Regions from separate parts of the Gossypium hirsutum genome. Here region 1 is linked to region 2. Evidence: chromatin contacts called from public Hi-C data. All regions are on one chromosome and are shown on one strand. The core of a region is the stretch at or near the end of the contact, and the rest is flanking DNA. Distances in the headings are between cores, read along the strand shown.

The links. A called contact is a pair of places that touch in the nucleus more often than the background predicts.
Region 1: a Hi-C map of leaf shows a contact between it and region 2, with 1.7 times the contacts expected there. The contact joins the promoter of LOC107903963 here to the promoter of LOC107903956 in region 2. A contact is called at or near these places in 2 of 34 Hi-C or Micro-C datasets (callus and leaf).

What each region holds. Positions count from the first base shown.
Region 1 is chrD05:38,012,314-38,015,013 of Gossypium_hirsutum_v2.1, reverse strand. LOC107903963 (snRNA-activating protein complex subunit) reads right to left here and starts at 1,353. Exons shown (of 12, transcript XM_016830199.2): 1 at 994-1,353; 2 at 611-777; 3 at 434-486; 4 at 74-140. The coding sequence starts at 751.
Region 2 is chrD05:37,798,439-37,801,138 of Gossypium_hirsutum_v2.1, reverse strand. It overlaps LOC107903956 (cytochrome P450 CYP82D47-like), which reads left to right and starts at 1,419. Exons shown (of 2, transcript NM_001326928.1): 1 at 1,419-2,397; 2 at 2,492-2,700. The coding sequence starts at 1,453.

The sequences.
Region 1 (2,700 bases), core at 104-2,603, 210 kb before region 2:
AAACTAAAAACTAGAGCAATTCTAACTTTATTAATAGCTTGATACTATCCTTTATGATAATATCAGCAAATACCTTAAAAGCTTCCTTGAGAGCCATTTCTACTAACTCTTCCTCCTTGAGAATTTTAAGGTCGTCAACACTGTAAACCGTAGAATTAATAGTAAAAATGAATCCAAATCATACGTTATGCCTGTGCTACTGACTCTTCATTTTTCTTAAGGTACTTGTGTCCAACACATATCTAGGTATTGGTATGGGATATCAACCTCCAAGAACCCTTCAAATACATGACAAAAACTTGAATATACACTTATGTGCCTGACACTCGAACCCGAGTCCGAATAACTTTAAAATAGGAGATATGCAATGAGAATACATTGTTTTGAAAGAGACTAAACAAAAAAGTAGAAATGAAGATGGGGTGATACTAACCAAATATCCTCAGACTCAGCAAGTTGAGGTGAATCCAATTCAGCCTCTAATTCCTATAAATAACACAAGAAATCATGGCAAAAACAGAATATCAAAGACAAAAAAAAAAACCATTGCAGAGTACTGAGAAAGGTATGATATTAAAAGGGATATTGTGATAATAAAAGAATATACAACCTGGAGTTGTCGAAGAACTGAGTTTTGAAACTCAGGCACGCTGGTGAGAGGACTAATGAGATTGGAAATATAAATGGGGCCACCCTTTGGGATTGAACAATTTGCTTCCTCTTCTACCGTGTTCGTCCGATTCGCCTCCATTTTTATTTCTTCAACCTTCTTCGTTTCTGATTGTTCAGAAGAAGAAAAAAAACCGTAAAAATAAATGTTCTCAAAATCAAAATAATAGAAAACTATTGCAGAAAATTCACATTTCATATATATATATATATATAAAGAAAAGAAAATTCCTAAAAAATAAATAAATTGAAAGAAATTGGATTGTGCTTAGACTAAAAAAAAGTAGATTATTTAGAAAAAGGGGAAAATTGAAAAACTGGTACCTTTGAAGTGAAAACTCCGGCAGTGGTTTCCCAGCAGCAGGGACGGCAAGTAGGGAAGGCAACCGAAAAATAACAGAAAAGTGAAGCTCAGGTCAGTTAAGCTTTACTAATGAGCCATGGAGTTTGTTGTTAGGTCGGATGGGCCTATTTTTTTAGCTCAATTAGGTTCAAAATGAGACACCCAAATCAAATTAATTACAGTAGCTTAACCTTCTCCTGATAATTTGTAAGCACTACTTGCCTCAAAATCCACTAAGCTGGTTACAGTTTTTATTTTTGAAGGAAGCTGGTAACAGTTTTAATTCTATTGTGAGATTTAAAGCGTCTAGGAAGACAGACTTGAAAACTGTTGGGTACGCTACCGCAGGTTCGAACCCTGCTGTCGACGTATTTTATTTCCTTTTTTTGTTTGGCTATTTTATTTAATACTTTTTTCATATTTATTTTTGTTTGGCTATTTTATTTAAGGTTAAAATATGCCATGGATCCCTGTATTCTTCACAAATTTAGAATTTAGTTTCTGTAATTTTATTTTTAGGAATTTAGTCCCTCTACTTTTCAGATTTCAAAATTAAGTACCTTTTTGTTAAATTTGTTAGTGTGACATTTTGAAATAAAAGAAATACTCACTTGGTAACAGTATAACTAAAAAATTACATTGAAATGAACCTGAATTTAACAAAATAATTTTAATCGCATTAACAGTTGGATCTAAATTCCGAAATATAAAAAATATAAGTACTAAATTCCTAAAAATAAAAGTACCGAGACTAAATTCTAAATTTATAAAGAGTACAAAAACTTGTGGCGTATTTAACCTTTATTTAGTATTTTTGTTTGGCTATTCCATGCAGCGGTAGTGAAATAAAAAAACAATTCAGAAGTGGATAAAAATGAGGTTTTGAAAGACTATAATCCCTTAAATCCAAATATCACATGAGTTTTTTTTTCCCTAGTTTATAATGGATTTAAATTACTTTTTATTGATTTTATATAAAATATAAAAAAAATTAAAAACACTTTTCTAATAATATTTATCAATTTCTAAAAGGAATTAATCTTTTAGTTATATTTTACTAAATTAATATATATATATATTAGATTAATCAATCAATTAAATATAATGATATACACACACATATGTGTTGTTTCAATGCTTTGTTTTGTGTATTTAGTAAAAAATGAAGTATGGTTGAAATTACGTTTCGAATGCAATTTCTAGACACTTCTAATCTTTTTTAATCTATAATCTATATCATTTTATCATTTATAATTTGTATCTATAATCTATATATATATATATAAAATAGAACAAGAGAATTTTTTAATTGAAATAAATTTTTATTATTTGTTTCTTAAGGTATCTACTAGAGCGAGTTTAATGATTAATCTTCTATGTTCCGTAAACCCATTAAAAGAAGACATTGACCACGGATGAAATAAATTATTTTTTATTCATTATATTACTAATTTGACACTTAAATAATAAATTTTAAATAAAATCATAATAAAATATTACTTTATTGAAAATTTAAAAAGTAATATTTTAGATAAAATCATAGTAATATATTAAAAACAATAATTAATAATTAAACAATAATTATATTATGTAATACCCCTGACTCGGCCCGGTCGCCGGATCCAAGTAAAGAGATGCTACATTAACATTCAACAATTAACAATCACATTATTAAACAATACATATTT
Region 2 (2,700 bases), core at 170-2,669:
TAATTATTTACCAAAATGGTCCATTTTCTGCGAAATCGCGTCCACGTAAGCGCGATGTCAAGGTACGCGCCAGGAAATTACGTCCACATCAGCTCGACTTGCTGACTTGGAAGGAAATCGCGCCCTCGAGGACGCGATTTGCTGACATGGCATGAACAGTTTATGTTTTTTAGCTTGGAAAACTTTGAAAGGCCATAACTTTTGGCTCGGTTGTCCGATTGAGACGATTTTTGTTTTGATTTCGAATAACTTTTCGATATCTATGCGCTGGCAAATAGCCGAAGGCGGTTTGCTGCAATTTTCGTTGAAAAAGATCTTTTTTGCCCCTAAATTTCAATTTTTTCGGTTTAAAATTGAATTTTGAAACATTCAAATTATTATTTTCCTTATTTATTTGAAGTAAACACCGGATCTTTTTTTACAGAATTGTTGCATTTATTTGAATCTTTTTTGTGCTTGTTGCATTTATTTTTTAATCAATTAACTGGGTAACATACCAAAAAAAGTCCTATTTTTTAAAAAATTTACCAAAATGGGCCCAGTTAATTGATTAAAAAAATAAATGTGACAAGTACAAAAAAGATTCAAAATTATTACCAACAAGATTTGAACCAAGGTACTAAAGGAAAAAAACAAGCATCTTAACCAACTAAGCTAAATTAATTAATTGACATATTATAAAAATATTATTATTATCTTTAATTATATTACTTATATTCTAACGATTTATCGGACCTATTCCATACAAGTGTCAAATCAGAAAAAATAATACAACAATTCTGTAAAAAAAGATCCGGTGTTTACTTCAAATAAATAAGGAAAATAATGATTTTAAACCGAAAAAATCAAAATTTAGGGGCAAAAAAGGATCTTTTTCGATGAAAATTGCAGCAAACCGCCTTCGGCTATTTTCCAGCGCGTAGATCTCGAAAAGTTATTCGAAGTAAAAAAAATCGTTTCAATCGGACAACCGAGACAAAAGTCATGGCCTTTCAAAGTTTTCCAAGCTAAAAAATATAAACTGTTCATGCCACGTCAGCAAATCGCGTCCTCGAGGGCGCGATTTCCTTCCACGTCAACAAGTCGCGCTGCGTGGACGCGATTTCTTGGCGCATACCCTGACATCGCGCTGACGTGGACGCGATTTCGCGAAAAATGGACCATTCCGGTAAATAATTAAATAGTTAGCCCATTTTGATAAATTTTGAAAAAAAAGGCTTTTATTGATAAATTATCCCACTTCAACAACATTGAAATATTGCAAAAATAAAATTGTTGTACTTTTTTTGACTGCAGTTCAAACATATTATTTAATTAATGAAAATAGAATAAAAAATCTTCAATTTCCAAAATGACAAGTTTGACCGACTAGGCAACCTCCCAGCTCTATTTATACGTGCAAAAAGCAATTCATGCCTATCCACTTCTTCACTTCCTATAATCAAAGTAGTGATGGATCTTCTTGATCTCTCTATTTTTGGCTATGCACTAGTCTTAGGCATTACGCTACTGTTTTTGTACACCAAACTCAAAAAGTCTAGCTCAGGAAGCGGCGGCAAAGCTCCACCGGTAGCAGCCGGTGCATGGCCAATAATCGGTCACCTCCCGCTATTAGGGGGACCCAAGGCCCCTCATGAATCGTTGGGAGACTTGGGTGAGAAATATGGACCTGCTTACATGATCCGGATCGGTGTTCATCCAGCCCTGGTGGTGAATTCGAGTGATGTAGCCAAGGAAATCTTCACTGTCAATGATATGTATGTTTCCTCCCGTTCCGAATTTGCCGCCGCTGAACACTTGGGTTACAATTATGCCATGTTTGGCTTCTCTCCTTACGGACAATTCTGGCGGGAAATGCGCAAAATAACAATGTTGGAGGTGCTATCCAATCACAGGATCGATCAACTCAAGAAAGTTTTTGTCTCGGAGATAGAAGGCTCAATGAAACTATTATATAATACGTGGGCAGACAAAAAAAATGGCTCTGGTAAGGTGTTGGTTGAGATGAAGAAACACTTTTCGGACTTGACTTTGAACGTTATTATGAGGACGGTTGCTGGGAAGAGGTACAGCGTTGGTGCGGAGGAAGACCAGAAAGAGGTGTTGAGATATCGTACGGCTTTACGAGATTTCTTTCACTTGACAGGGATGTTTGTGCTGGGAGATGCAGTCCCTTTCCTCCGATGGCTGGATTTTGGCGGCTATGAGAAGAAGATGAAGAAAACTGCTAAAGCGTTGGATGAAATTTCCGGGGGATGGCTAGATGACCACAGAAAGGGTGGACATTGGGATGAAAATAAAAAGGAGAAGGATTTCATGGATGTAATGAACTCTGTTCTTAAAGGTGCAAGTCTTGCAGGTTATGATGCTGACACCATCAACAAAGCCACTTCCCTGGTATAATCTTTCTCCTCTTTTCTTTTTTTTTTCAAATTTTATTTCTCCATTAATCAGTTCTAAAGTTCTAAAAACTATGAATTGCACATTGCAGAATATGATTTTAGCAGGCAGTGACACCACAACAGTTACTTTAATATGGGGTCTTTCCCTAATGTTAAACAAACCTCATGTACTCAAAAAGGCTCAAGAAGAACTAGACACCCATATTGGCAGGGATAGGTTTGTGAATGAAACAGACATTGGAAAATTGGTGTACATCCAAGCCATAGTTAAAGAGACATTAAGAATGTATCCACCTGC